2 separate regions of the Mus musculus genome follow, and region 2 is linked to region 1. A link is a contact called in public HiChIP or PLAC-seq data. All regions are on one chromosome and are shown on one strand. The core of a region is the stretch at or near the end of the contact, and the rest is flanking DNA. Distances in the headings are between cores, read along the strand shown.

Region 1 (7,820 bases), core at 1,652-4,151:
AATGAAGATGTCAGGCTGGAGATGGCTCAGTGGTTGGTTAAGAGCACTGACTGCTTTTCCAGAGGTCCTGAGATCAATTCCCAGCAACCACATGGTGGCTCACAACCATCTGTAATGAGATCTGATGCCCTCTTCTGGTGTGTCTGAAGACAGCTACAGTATATTCATAGCTATTAAATAAATAAATAAATAAATAAATATGTTTAAAAATTAGGATCTCCACATACATAATCAAACAAATATGCCTTCCTTTAGCTTCTACTATACTTTAGATAGATAAAATGTATAAACTTGGTATTTTCTGACTGGCAATGTTTTACAAAAACAGAAGATCCCCCAGAGGCAACTAGCATCAATATTAATTGATGCAGTAGTAATTTTTATTGTAAGTCCTGAGTATCAAGGACTACCTTTATTTCCTTACTTGTCGCAAACCGTCTATAGGACGGCCTATTGGGAGACATTATTATCTCAGTGTTACAACTAAGTAAAGAAACAAAAATATAACATGTGACTAGTGACAGCATCATGTCTGTATTCATATCCAGAGTCATTTTGTGGTACCTATACAATACTATGAAGTAAGAAAAGTCATCAAGACGCTTCTCAAGTGTGACACAGGGGCACACACCTTTATTCCCAGCTACTTGGGAGACTGTAGCAGGAACACTTTGTTAACCTATGAGTTCAAACTCAGAATGGGCAACACAGTGATGCCCACAAATATTTACTGATCCTAGCAAAACAATTCAGGAGAGAGAGAAGGAAGAAAGAAGGAAGCAAGGAGTAATCCCAAATTACCCACTCTGGAGGATGCTAACCACCAAGTCATAAAAACATCCAAGCATCTCTAATAGGAGGACCACTTGATAAGGAATCAAGATTTCTAACCAAAAAAAAAAAAAAAAAAGGAATGGCTGGGCATGGTAGTGGTAGTGGCACACGCCTTTAATCCCAGCACTTGGGAGGCAGAGGCAGGTGGATTTCTGAGTTTGAGGCCAGCCTGGTCTACAGAGTGAGTTCCAGGACAGCCAGGGCTATACAGAGAAACCATGTCTTGAAAAAACCAAAAAAAAAAAAAAAAAAAGCAATTTTTTTTTAATGTTTATGAGCGCTTCGCCTGCGTGTAAGTGTGTGAACCACATTCATACCTGGTGCCTATAGAGATCAGAAGCGGGTCGTGTTTTGTGAACTGGAGTTTACATATAGTTCTGAGCCACCACATGGAGGCTGAGAATTGAACCTGGATCCTCTGAAAGAGCAACAAGTACTCTTAACCACTGAACCATCCTCTCCAGCCCCCAGTAAGAAATCTTGATAGCATGCACCAAGCTACTACCACCTGCAAAGACAACTTGGAATTATATAACCCATGGAGAGTGAATAATATAATAAATGTATAATATATGTATTTATTTACAAAGGAAAAAGATGGTTTTCTCAAACTATGCCTGTATTCCCAGCCACAGACAAAAGGCTGAAGCAGGAAGACCATCCTAAGTTTAGGGCCAGCCTGGTCTACGTAGTTCTATCACAAAGAGTATAGATTTTAAATACTATTCCCCATTAAAAGCAAGCAAGCTGGGCTGGAGAGATAGCTCAGTGGGTAAGAGCACTGAGTTCTTCCAAAGGTCATGAGTTCAAATCCCAGGAACCACATGGTGGCTCACAACCATCCTTAATAAGATCTGAGGCCCTTCTGGTGTGTCTGAAGACAGCTACAGTGTACTTAGATATAATAATAAATAAATCTTTTTAAAAAAAAAGTAAGCAAGCAATTAATTTACAAGAACAGCACCCTCCCTGAAAGGGAGGGGAAATGGTCAAACTCCTCACATCAGAAAGCAAATAGTTATCTATCAAAGTCTTCTGAAAGAGACCTGGGTGAGACAGAAGGATCCCAAGCTCAAGGCCAAGGTGAGTAGCTCAGTAAGACTCCAAAACAAAGGCTGGAGTAAGGAGCTGGGAGAGTGGCAAGACAGACACCTGTATGTAAATTCTAGGGCTCAGGAGGTGCAAGCAAATAAGTAAATCAAGGTCAACCAGCTAAATAGTGAGTTAAAGAGCAACCTTGAGAAGTCCAAAACACAGGATTGAGAGGTGATTGAGAGCACTGGCTGCTCTTCCAAAAGATCTGGGTTCAAGTCCAATCACCCACATGAAAGATCATAGCTATCTGCAACACCCTGTTCTGGCTTCCATGGATACTGCATGTGGTGCACAGACAGACATGCATACAGGCAAGATACCCATACACATACAACAATACAAATAATGGGGGCTGGGGGTGCAAATAAAGCAACATAGCTAACTCCAAGCCAACTACAGATAACACAGTGAGACTTTTAACCACTGAGGCACCTCTCCAGACCCACTATGCACTTTAAATATATTATTTATTTATTATAAGTCGATTTCAAGTTTTTTTGAGACCTGGCCTCTAGGGTGTCCTCCAATCTGACTGCAGGCACTCAATACCTCATTCAGTTTAGCTGGTGTTGGAGATCAAATCCTGAGCTTTGTGCATGGTGAGCAGGCATTCGACCAACCTACCTACTACATTCCTGGCCATACCATACGTCTCCTGTTTTTCTTTAAGACAAAGAATATACAAAAGTGTGTGCAAAGGAAAAAAGGCTTCAGAAGAGAACACCAGTAAGCAGCACTGCTTGCTAAGGAAGAGTGTCCGTCCCTGAGGATCCCATGTAATTTGAAACAGCTGGATCTGAAAAGACAGGGAACCAAGCCAAATGCACATCATCTGTAGACAGAGAAAACAGTAGGTCTGAAAACCGAAAGCAACTGCTCCTTGAAAAAGGGACAGCACAAGACAGGGCAGTAACAGCTAGCTCAGTCACTATCTCATCAACGTACACTATACTACTCACAGTGCCCGCCCACACTCTCCACCTCCTGCCAGCTGTTATAGAAGCTAATGTGAAGGCTGCTCTGGATCATTTCACCTAAAACATATGATGCAGACACAGCCTCGTGAAGCCTCTCACTGAAAATCAAACTTGGTTCAAACATGCTTTGAAATGATGTTTTTTATTGGGGTTTGTTTTTGTTTTTTGGTAGCCAAGGGTACACAGAGATACCCTCTCTCAGGCCCACTTCCCACCCCTGGCCAAAGGAAAGTTTAAGTGACATATCACTTATTACAAAGCCTAAACACGGTGCTCTGATGACAAATTTAACATGACCCAACATGGAGACCAAACCCAAGGCTGAAAGTTCGGGTTTCTCTTCATGAATTGCCACTCACTGCAGCTATCGGATAGGTTCACGGGCATTCAGTACATTGTTCTATTTTTTGTGTTCAGAATTTTCCATAGCATGCTCATAGATTTGATTCACAGCTCTCCCCCACCCCCACAAAAAAAAAAAGGAAAAAAAAAAAGAAAGAGACAGAAATAAGAGGAAGGAAGGAAGGAAGGAAGGAAGGAAGGAAGGAAGGAAGACAGGGTCTCTCTACACAGCTCTAGAGTTCTGGAACTCACTATGTAGACCAAACCAGCCTAGAACTCAAGGAGATCTACCTGCCTCTGCCTCCCAAGTGCTGGGATTAAAGAGTGCACAATCAAACCCAGCTTTCAGATATGAAGTTTCTTTGTAACAAATTACTAAAATTAAACAAATAAGTAAATAAGTGAAGAGGAGGAAAAACATGGTGTAGTAACTCACACCATTGAACCCCGGGAGGCAAGCTGGACATCACTGAGTTCCAGGCCAGCCTGGGTCTATAATAGCCAGCCAGGGCTACAGCTACAGAGAGAGATAGAGAGACAGACAGAGACAGAGACGGGGTGGGGGAAGGGGAGGTGAAGACATAACTAACCCTTCTTATTTTCCTACCTTTGAACTTTTTTTTGCCTTTTAACTTGATCTTTGCCAGTCTCCCCCCTCTTGTCAACAGGTCCAGTGCCATTTAACAAATGGTGGTTTGGAGGATAAAAGACAGGCCCTTAGCACAGGCAGTGGAATTCCAAATGCTAGACTCTTGGCTCCACAGTGTCTGATTCAGAACTGCTGGGAACTATTAGTTTAGCTTGCCCACCCAGGCATGTGAGGCTGGGAGAGCGCCTTTCACACCACCCGCACAAGCCTCTCATTTATGCTACAGGCTTCAGTGATCATGTGCTTTTGTTCCCCACAGGAACACACCAAGTCCAATGTAACTCCAGACATTATTTAGGAAGGCCCAGAAGGAATATTGAAGCAGTTTCAAATGTAGATCTGCAAGATGTTATTTATATAATGGGGCAATAGTCCAAAAATAAATAAATAAAAATCTTTTCAAAATCCTCAAATACAAAGTGAAAAAGATCTACTGTTAATAGTCTCAGATGTTTTCTGGTTTGAATGACAACACTTGCCATTGTTTAAAAAACGCTTACCTATAACCTGCAACTGTGGCCCCAATCAGCCTGCACACATTTCCCATCATCCCTTATCTTTGACTGCTAAATCATACTTTCCTTCCAAACAAGTGTTCATAGAACATTGCACCCTATCAGTCCTTAAACCTCTGTTCTTGATTTATCTTTTTTGAAGCAGTTCTAAGGACTGAACCAAGGTGTCAGCACCCAAGATAATCAAGTGCTCAATGACTGAGCTATACCCCAAACCTTTTGTTCTTATTAAATGTGAAAAACCAAACCAAGCCAAACCAACCACATAACAACAACAACTTTCACCCAGGCATGGTGCCTCGTGCTTTTAGTACTTAGGAGAGGCAGGCAGGTCTGAATTCTAGGACTATACAGAGAATCCCTGTCAAACAACACAAAACAAAATAAAACAAAATTCTTTACTTTCCTGGAAGGCCCATAGAAATTTTTATGGTGTTTCTTTCTTTTTTTTTTTTTTTAATTTGTTTGTTTGTTTGTTTTTCGAGACAGGGTGTCTCTGTGTAGTCCTGGCTGTCCTGGAACTCACTCTGTAGACCAGGCTGGCCTTGAACTCAGAAATCCGCCTGCCTCTGCCTCCCAAGTGCTGGGATAAAAGGCGTGCGCCACCACTGCCCGGTATAATGTTTCTAACAACTGGGTCAAGCATAGGCATGATAAACTTTGAATTGGCATGCATGCATGACTCTAATTCCAGAGCTAGGGAGAAAGAGGCAGGTGGATTTCTGTGAGTTCAAACCCAGCCTGATCTAGAGTGAGTTCCAAGACAGGCAAGGCTACACATAGAAGTCCTGTCTGGAAAGACCAATAAATAAACAGGCAAACAAACAAGTGGCATGATAAGCAAAGTGATTCTGTTTGTCCTTTACCTTGTCCTTGACTATTCATTTACTACTACAATTATGTAAGCCCATTTCCAATGGGGAAAAAACAACATTAAGTCAGGTGTGGATTACACCTCTGTAATCCCAATACTTGGAAAACTGAGACAGAAAGATGGGCATAACTTTGAGGCAAGAATGAAAAGTATTGACAGAGAGGAGGGAAATATAATGAATAATAAAGCCAGATATCCTATTGCACACCTGTCACCCCAGCACACAGGAGACTCAGCAAAGAGGACAGGGAATTCAAGATCCTCCCTAAAACCAACAAGAGATTCCAGAAGCTGGATAGCATTTCAGCAGTTAGGGACACTTCCTAGGACCCACACCGGCTGCATCTCCAGTTCCAGAGGATCCAATGCCCTCTTCTGTCCCCTATGGGCATTGCACTCATGTGGTGCACAGACACACACATGCAAAGCAAAATACCCATACCTGTAATAAATAAATAAACAAATAAATGAGTAAATAAACACTTTTTAGAAGGCAAAAAGCGGGGACTGGCCAGATAGCTCAGCAGGTAAGAGCACTGACTGCTCTTCCAGAGATCCTGAGTTCAAATCCCAGCAACCACATGGTGGCTCACACCCAGATGAGCCCTCTTCTGGCTCATCTGAAGACAGCTACAGTGTACTTAGGTATGATAATACATAAACCTGCTGGTTATGGTGGCACACACCTTTAATCCCAGCACTCGGGAGGCAGAGGCAGGCGGATTTCTGAGTTCGAGGCCAGCCTGGTCTACAGAGTGAGTTCCAGGACAGCCAGGGCTAAACAGAGAAACCCTGTCTCGAAAAACCAATAAATGGGCTGGTGAGATGGCTCAGCAGGTAAGAGCAGGTCCGGAGTTCAAATCCCAGCAACCACATGGTGGCTCGCAACCATCCGTAACTCATCTGGAGTGTCTGAAAGACAGCTACAGTGTACTTACATATAATAAATAAATCTTAAAAAAAAAAAAAAGAAAGAAAGAAAAAAAGAAAGAAATAAACCAACCTTTGGGTTGGAGCGAGCAGGGACTGAGTGAGTTTGAGTTGACCGGAGTGAGCTGGACAGACAGCAGCGAGCAGAGGTCCTAAAGTTCAATTCCTGACAACCACATGAAGGCTCACAACCATTTGTACAGCTACAGTGTACTCATATACATAAAATAAATAAATAAATCTTTACCCCCCCCCCAAAAAAAGACAAAAGGCATGGTGGCTCAGATCTAAGAGCATGAAACAGAAAAGACTACTCGGGCCAGGCAGTGGTGGAACACACCTCTAATCCCAGCCACTTGGAAGGCAGAGGCAGGCAGATTTCTGAGTTCCAGGCCAGCCAGGGCTACACAGAGAAACCCTGTCTCAAAAAACAAACAAACAAACAAAGACTACTTGGTCCCAGCAGCTCTGGGCCTCCAGTCACCACATAATGAAACACTACGTATCTAGTCTCAGCAGTTAAAGCATAGTAGAGGACCCAGGTTCCCTTAATAGCACCCACATATTGGCTCACAACTACCTGTAACCCCAATTCAAGGGATCTCTTCTGAACTCTAAGGACACCAGGCAGGCACATGATGACATACAACCAAAACATCCATGCACATAAATTATATAAATTAAAAAAAAAAAAAAAAAAGGCAGCCTAAGCGGCATGGCTAATAGCAGGCTGGCTAGAGCTACACAGTGAGACCAGATCCAATCCCAACAAACCAAGGGAGAATAATGACAGACAAAGCCCTAGATTTGATCCCCAGAACTGAAAAAAAGAAATATCCCAAAATTTTACTGAGCTGTTACTTTACATATTTCTACACTGAGACCAAGTTACTGACACAACCAAGACTAGTTTAATCTCCTATGAGATATTTGCTAGGTTACTGTTAGAATACAAACAACTGAAAGATATAGTCCCCTGGTGCTCATGGCAGTGTAACCTAAGATTCAGAGGGCATAAAAATGAGAAAAAGCAGGGCATGATGTTACAGGCCTTTCATCCTAGAGTTTGTTTTGTTTTCTGAGACAGGGTCTCTCTGTGTAGTCCTGGAACTCCCTCTGCAGACCAGGCTGGCCTGACTGCTGGGATTAAAGACATATATGTGCCAGCAACACCCGCCTTTAATCCTAGCTTCTATGAGGCAGAAGCAGGTGGATCTCTTCAAGATGGAAGCCAGCCTAGTCTGCTTATCAAGTTCTAGGACTGTCAGGACTACATAGTCAGACCCTAAATCAAAACAAAACAGGGTGTGGCCATGCTGTTGAGGACAAAGACGGAAGGACCACTGAGGCCTGCCAGTCACCAGCCTCACTCTGATTTAGTGAGAGACCATGTCTCAAGGGACTAAGAAAAAGAACATGATACAAGCAAGATACCTGATATTCTCTATCTTCTGAACCCTCAAACACAGAAGCACACCTCCACAACATCCCCCTTTTTAAAAAAATAAATACGGTTCTGAAGAGATGGCTTAATTGATAAAGAATTTGCAACATAAAATAAGAACCATTTTGATCTTTTTTTTTTAAAAGATTTACTTATTTAC
Region 2 (7,820 bases), core at 3,908-6,407, 160 kb before region 1:
GTTAAAAAATCCATCAGCTACTGTGTGAGTGTTGTGAACTAGAAATAGTTTGGTAAAGCTGGGATATGACTCAGTTGTCAGTGAGCCTGCGAGCACAAATAAAGCCCTGGGTGTGGTCCCAGCGCCATGCACACCAGATAGAGAAGTGCGTACCTTTCATCTCAGAGCTCAGAAAGTGGAGGCAGGAGGATCAGAAGGTTATTCTTCCATACTTAGTGAGTTTGATGCTAGCCTGGGATGCATAAGGCGCTGTTTCAAATAAAAAGACAAGGAGAAGAGGAGAAAATTAAAAAAAAAAAAAAAAACAGAACAGTTTAGAGATCCCTCAGTGAGTGAAAGGTTAAACAACTGGAGCGTCCACTCTGTCAAATTCTCAGCAATAAAAAGAGCAAATACTTGGAAAAGAAACAATTATTTGTCCTAAGTCAATTTCATCTTTCTATCTGAAACTCATACATTTAAAAAAAAAAAAAAAAAAAAACAGAGCCAGGAGTGGTGGCGCACCCCTTTAATCCCAGCACTTGGGAGGCAGAGGCAGGCGGATTTCTGAGTTCGAGGCCAGCCTGGTCTACAAAAGTGAGTTCCAGGACAGCCAGGGCTACACAGAGAAACCCTGTCTCGAAAAACCAAAAACAAAACAACAACAACAAAAACAAACAAACAACCCCCCCCCCCCCAGATATTCAGCTCTACAAAGGGACAGTTTAGAAATACTATCAGGCATTGTTTATGGTTGTAACAATGTTTGAAAGTTGTTCTTTTTCATATTACTTTAAAGTTTCCATACAATGTATTTTAATCAGTTTTCCCAATCTAATAACTTTTTTTTTTTTTTTTTTTTGGTTTTTTGAGACAGGGTTTCTCTGTGTAGCCCTGGCTGTCCTGGAACTCACTTTGTAGACCAGGCTGGCCTCGAACTCAGAAATCTGCCTGCCTCTGCCTCCCAAGTGCTGGGATGAAAGGTGTGCGCCACCACGCCCAGCCTAATAACTTTTATTATTTACTTTATATCCCGATTGCAGCTTCCTCTCCCCTCCTCTTCCCCTGCCACATCCTCCACTCCTCCCCCTCTACTTAGAAAAGGGACATCCATGGCTATCAACCTGCCTTGACACATCAAGTTGCAGTAGGACTAGGCACATCTTCCACTGAGGCTAAGACAAGGCAGCCAGCCCAGTTAGGGGAAAGGGACACAAAGAGTCAGAGACAGCCTCTGCTCTTGCTTTAGTTGTCCCACATGAAGACCCAGCTGCACACCTGTTACGCATGTGCAGAGGGCCAAGGCCTGGCCCATCATGCTCTCTGGTTGGCAGTTTAGTCTCTAGAAGCCCTTATGTGCGAGTTAGTTGATTCTGTAGGCTTTCTTGTGGTGTCCTCAACCCCTCTGGCTCCTTCCTCCCCCTCTTCCACAGGATTCCCCACGCTCCACTTAATGTTTGGCTGTGGGTCTCTGCATCAGTGTCCATCAGTTGCTAAAGCCTTTCTGTTGACAGTTATGCTAGGCGCCTGTCTGCAAGTATAGCAGAGTATAATTATTAGTGTCAGGGTGGGCTTTCTCTCACAGTACCCCTGTACTGGCTGTTTTTGTGTGTGTCAACTTGACACAGCTGGAGTTATCACAGAGAAAGGAGCTTCCCTTGAGGAAATGCCTCCATGAGACCCAGCTGTAAGGCATTTTCTCAACTAGTGATCAAGGGTGGAAGACCCAGCCCATTGTCAGTGGTGCCATCCCTGGGCTGGTAGTCTTGGGTCCTATAAGAGAGCAAGCAGGCAAGCTAGTAAAAAATATCCCTCCATGGCCTCTGTATCAGCTCCTGCTTCCTGACCTGCTTGAGTTCCAGTCCTGACCTCCTTTAGTGATGAACAGCAATTTGGAAATGTAAGCTGAATAAACCCTTTCCTCCCCAACTTGCATCATGGTCATGATGCTTTGTGCAGGGATAGAAACTCTAAGGCAATACCCCCCTCCCCCCAACCCAGTTATCTCTCTTAGGACTCTCCCCCTCCATCCTCCCCCATTTCTTCTCCAGGCAAAATGATTAAATTTAGTGAGGCAATGAATCATTAAAAATGACTAACACCTCACTTTAAGTCTTGAACGTGCTACACTGAATTGACATTCAAATCTTTTTAGATTTGAATTTATCAAAATTCTGATGTCTAAAATCCTTGGAATTATGCAACTATTCCATCCACTGGATGGTCTTTAGGTGGACTCCATATTATGAAATTTCTGCACCAGAATTGCATTATTCCTCACCTCATCACTCAATCGTGCATTCCTCGGTATTCTATAAAACCTAATGACTTTGTTATCGTTTAATATATTTTCAAATTACACAGGCAACAAGATTGAGAATGCTTGCAACATATCTGTCCATGGCAAAAAAAATCGCAAATGGAAAGTTGGACCCATCTTTCTTGGCCAACTCCATTCACTTTCACTTTGCAGTTCAGGTCCTTAACTCAGTATTTTCCTCAATGTTCTTCCCTTGCCCTGTTGAGTGAAGTTGTCTTTCTCTATGATACTACTGGGGAGTGGGGGGGGGGGGCACATACAGCGTAGAGGTGTCTTGAGGAAATGACGTGTGTCAAGGCTCTTGTGGCTCACTTTGATAATAGTCTATTTCACAGGTGAGGAACAGATAAAGTCAGGAGAAAGGAGGGTGAGAGAAGGGAGGATGTGGCTGGAAGTGACGCAGGCTTCCTGAACTGTGGGCAGTGAGGCTCCATAGCATGAAGAACACAAGCTGTTATCACCGGGAGAAGTCGGGTTCTTGGAATCACTCTGTCTATTAGAACTTCAGGAGGAAAAACAAAAAAAAATTTTTTTTCAAGATAAAATATTGGGCCTGTGAGATGGGTTCACACAGTGGGTGAAGGCACTTGGCAAGTTGAGTTTGGCTTCTAGGACCTACTGACTCCTGCAAGTTGTTCTCTGACCTCCACATGCATGCTGTGACCTAAGTATGCACACATACAGACCATACATATAAAAAAAGGTCGAAAACATAAAGCCCTTAATTAAACGTTCCACCCTCCGCTCCTTTCCCTTCTGGTGAAGTCCATCAGTACAAGCCGGGCACACTGCCCTTCCTTCCTTCCTTCCCATCAAGGCCCCTGGTGCGCTCCCGGAATCTTCCCTCACCCCACTGCTTCCTTCCTGACATTTCTAGACTTTTGGCAAATCTAACCTATTCTGCTTCCCAAATATATCTGGGATCCACCCTCTCCAGCCGCTTGGCCGAGCTCCTTACACTCCCTGCTGCCCTTCACCATACCCCCCCCCCCCCCGCATTCCCCAGAAGCCGGGGTGAACTTTATAAAACATACATCAGATGATGTGGCTCCCCTGATGAAAACCTTTTTTTAGCACCACACTGATCCCAAGATAAAGTTCAGAAGCCTCATCAGATCTGAGGAGGGCTTTTCTCAAGCCGCTCCGCTACACTGCACCGGGAATTATGGGAAATCTTGTTCTCCCTGGCTTCCACCACCTGGTCCTTCCGATGCCCTTTTATTTGGATCGCCACACACCTGCTGTTCTTCTCGTAGAAATTTTATTTATTTTGGTCCTGGGGACCTTTCAAGGCCAGTGAAACTACACTTCTCGAATCCTATTTAATTTTTTCTTTAGCTAATACACAAGCATATGCTTGTACGAAACGTTTAAACAATGCAATACCCCACTGTCCTCCAAAGGGAATGAACACCCACGACCTGACCACACGCAATACCCCACTGTCCTCCAAAAGGGAACGAACACCCACGACCCTGACTGACCACCCAGATCCACACCACCCCTGCTATTTTCTTCACAGAACACACCAGCTGGGGTCACCTTTGCAGTCTTCTTTTTTGAGTTCCCGTTGTTTTGTGGTTTTTCCCCCCTTTTATTTTCTGTACAATGATATTTTTAATACTTTTGAGATTATAATTTGATTAGGACATTCCGCCCTTCACTTTTCTCCCTCCAAACCTCCCATATAACCTCTCCACTCTCCTTCAAAGTCATGGCCTTTTAAAAAAAGTTGTTATTGAGTATATGTATGTACACATATATTCCTAATTGGTTTTTGAAAGTCTCATGGTGCCAAAGCTGGCCTCAAAATCCTTATGTGGCCGAGGCTAACGATCTTCCTGCCTGTCTTCCAACCGCTGGGATTATGAGCATGCACGGCAAACCCTGCCTGAGATTGCCTTCTTTTACTATTCTTTCCCACAATTCTGACGGCGGGGTGAGGTGGGGTAGTAATGAAGGAGGATGAGGACAAGTGAATCTGGCTTAGTAAGAATCACTGGATTTCTTTCAAAGGTAAGACTCAGGTGAGAGCTCATCCTCCAAGAAGCTAGTGAACTACAAGCCTTGGTTTCCTTCTGCCGGCCCGGCCCACAGATTTCCACTCGGGCTGTTCACTCCACCCTCCACCCACAAGGCTACTACTGTGTCCAACTCCTCTCCTGTCTCTAGAGCCATCCTTTGTTGTTAAACTCCAGCAGGTGCACATGGTGGCGCTCAGAGCTCCCTTTCTCCAGAGCCTGGGGCCCATGCACCACGGCGATCTTGCAGATCACAGAATCGAATCCGATTCGATCGGAGACCAGAGTAGCCCAAGCAGGCACACGCGTGCAGGGCTCAGATCGGAGCACGGTGGGTGCCCTGTGTTTACTGGTTTGGGCCGGTGGTCTCTCCCAGACTCCGCTGTGCACACAGGCGGCGCCTCCTTCTCTGCTCTGGACTTAGTAGGACTACATCCCAGCCCGGAGGCCACCGTGGGTCTCGGGACGTTCTGAGTGGTTCGGGCGCCCGACTGGGCAGCTGAGCCGCCCAGCCCTCCCGCACCGCCGTCTCTCCAGGCCCAGGCCCCCGGCTGTTTCCTGGGCGTGCACCCTCCCGCGCCGGCGGCCTCGACTGCCGCGCTGTTCCGGTCCCGAGGCCCCCTCCCCGCAGAGCCGGCGCTCCCAGGCTGTTCCCGCCCCCTCCCGCCCCGCGGCTGTTCCGGCCCGGACGCCCTCCGCCCTCCGCCCCGCGGCCTCCACGCGCCCTGGGCCCGGCGCTGCGAGGGCGCGGCGGGAGGGGGCGCCACGCGGAACAGCCGCTGCCCCGGCCCGACGCGCTCACCCTCCAGGGCCTCGAAGATCGCCTGCGCCATCTTGGAGCTGCCGCCGCCCGGGGAGTCGGAGCGGGGCTACGCAAGCATTGTGAGAACCGCGGCGGGGTCGGGGCCGCCAGGGGGCGCCCAGGAGCCGACGCCGAAGCCCCTGCCCCGGAAACAGCTTGCCCCGCTGTCCGGCCGGAGACCCAGTCCCCTAGTAGTTCCAATTCTACACAGACATACGTCCGGCGCTCGCACATCGCCTCCCAACGCGGACACCGACCCCAGTTCTTCAACACGCACCCCATGATCGCTGCACACAGTCTTCTTCAAGGTTGCAACACCAACCCACCTCACCGAGATTGTCTGTTACATGGACACCCCACACCTTGCAACTGTGCCACGCTGATTGGAAAGCAGCCTTCTCGAAGGACTCCTATCTCTGGTCTTAATTCCTCAGTTTATGTTAGATTCCCTCAGTGCTCTTCTTAACCCCAATTTCCAGCTTTGGAGGGACCTCCATTCCCATTCACACACCTCTCGACTGTGATTCTCTGAGACCCCATTTCTTTGACGACCCTATTACCATTTCAGCCATTCCTAGCTCAAACTCATAGGGAGGGGATCCACTCCCAACTTCATGTCGTCGTTTTTACATTTATTATTAATTTTGTTTTGTGTATATGGACACACATGGCATATATCTACACACAGACACACAACAAAACACATGTGTGAAGATCAGAGGACAACGTTCCGGAATCGATTCTCTTCCCTCCATCATGTGAGACCCTGGCACTGAACTCAGTCCAGCAGCAAGTGCTTTTACCAGCTGAGCCGTCTCTAAGTTTTGTTTATAATCCATGAAGTCCAATTTGAACTGCTGGTACATTATATTGATCAGTGTGTCAGTGTGGGGTCATCCACTGGAACATGGTTTATCAGGGACTACATATACACTTAGAGGACTTTCTCTCCCAAGACAGACCTCTGGGGATTTGTGAGGTCCTCATCCATGCATTCTGGAATGATGACTGGCTTGATCCTGTGCAGGTGGAGAAAGCTACAGCTGGTCTGAGTTTGCAAGTGCTGTAGCCCTGCCATTTCCAAGACACGATTTCACCCCAGGCCTCCCCAAACTCTGGCTCTTATATCTTTCCACCCCGACATTCACCATGATGCCTGAGTCTTGGAAAGAGGAAAAGATGAGATAGAAGTCCTACTGTGGCTAAACACTCTACTGACACTTTAACTAGTTGTGAGTTTCTGACTTAACTGTCCTCTGTTGCACAAAGTTCTGTAATGCTGGCTCACTTAATAGTCTCACTTAATAGTGTCAGCTGCCCTGAGTGTGTGGGGCTCGAAGAGGGCAGGGCTGCATACAGAGCCTGGTGAATGAATGCTAAGCTGGTGATCTACTTTAGCTCCACCTCAACCCTTGACCTTTAATTTTGACCTCAGTTTTTGTACTTACTATTCTCTCCAGCTTCCATTACCCTTCCTAACAGCTGACACCACTGCTTCTTGGGTCATCTACCTCCTCAAAGAGGCCTTTCCTGACCAACTACCCTGACTAACATAGCTTCTCCTTGTACCAGAATAAAAATTATCTGAAGCCATGGCTCCTCTTCTCCACCCCTCATTTACTTCCTGGTCTATGGCCTATGTTTTCTGATAGATTATGACTGAAGACAATTTTTTTTTTTTTTTGGTCTTGGCTATGTTTCTAGAACCTAGAACAATACCTGGCATATCGTAGGTGCTCAACAAACAAGTAATTTTTAAAAAAGATTTATTTATTTATTTTATGTATGGGAGTTCACTGTATATAGCTGTACTGATGGTTGTGAGCTTTCATGTGGTTGTGGGAATTGAATTTTTTGGACCTCTGCTTGCTCTTGGCCCAAAGATTTATTTATTATTATACATAAGTACACTGTAGCTGACTTCACACACCATCTCACCAGCCCCAAACAAGTAAATTTTTAAAAATTATATCTTCACTTCTATTATTTTGTGTGTGGATGTTTTATGTGCATATATAGCTGTGTGCTACATGCATGCAGTGCCCTGGAGGCTAGAAGATGTTGGATCCCCTGGAACTGGAGTGATGGAGGGTTGTGAGCCACCATATGGGCGCTTGGAATGGATCCTGGGTCTTCTGCATGAACAAGTGCTCTTAACCACTGCACTGTTCTCCAGACCCAATGATTAAAAGTTGAATTAAATGACCAGATACATTATAACGATAATAATAATGATAAAAGCAATGCCAGATGAAATTTTAGGGAAGAAATCAAAATCTGAGGCCAATGGGTCAATGGTGATGTTAAAAATAGAAAAGAAGAAATTCTGGTTTTATTCCTGGAAAGAAGGTAGAAAAAGGGCTTTAGCATTTGGAGTGAGCTCTGGGTCTGCAGAAGTTACAGGAAAAGGACTGCCTGGCCTGTGAAGTCTGTGAAGAGTGTTTTTGTTTTAGTGGTGGTAGTGGTTTTAGTTTTGTTTTGAGACAGGGTCTCACTATGTAGTCTGGCCTGGCTTGGAACTTACTATGTAGACCAGGTTAGCCTCAAATTCACAGAGATCTACCTGCTTCTGCCTCTGGAGTGGTAGGATTAAAGGTTGCCAACAAGATCAAGATAGTGGTGGCGCAGGCCTTTAATCCTAGTATTCCAGAGGCAGAGGCAGGTGGACCTCTAAAGTTCAAAGTCAACCTGACCAACA

Evidence for each region. HiChIP or PLAC-seq counts read pairs in DNA pulled down with a chosen protein or histone mark.
Region 2: a contact with region 1 is called in an H3K27ac HiChIP or PLAC-seq map of the NIH/3T3 cell line, with 3 times the contacts expected there. The contact joins the promoter of Zfp341 here to the enhancer-like site in region 1. A contact is called at or near these places in 4 of 39 promoter capture datasets (Sertoli cells, cancer-associated fibroblasts, macrophages and 1 more), 2 of 15 datasets of contacts at CTCF or cohesin (both in the NIH/3T3 cell line), 1 of 484 Hi-C or Micro-C datasets (the N1E-115 cell line), 19 of 115 datasets of contacts at active chromatin or transcription factors (the 230-238 cell line, the NIH/3T3 cell line, the SCID.adh cell line and 13 more) and 3 of 9 other capture datasets (adipose tissue, liver and pancreatic islet).

The regions. Positions count from the first base shown.
Region 1 is chr2:154,450,977-154,458,796 of GRCm38.p6, reverse strand. The region is part of intron 1 of Cbfa2t2 (CBFA2/RUNX1 translocation partner 2); the gene reads right to left. Among named protein-coding and RNA genes, the nearest start is that of Cbfa2t2, 18 kb to the right of the region's middle. Within about 2 kb of position 2,901, at least 120 of the 459 cell types and tissues checked have an H3K27ac peak or open chromatin away from gene starts, as enhancers often do. A contact at or near this core is called in the N1E-115 cell line, the NIH/3T3 cell line, adipose tissue and 6 more, where this site is marked.
Region 2 is chr2:154,610,705-154,618,524 of GRCm38.p6, reverse strand. It overlaps Zfp341 (zinc finger protein 341), which reads right to left and starts at 5,157. Exons shown (of 15, transcript NM_199304.1): 1 at 5,123-5,157. The coding sequence starts at 5,153.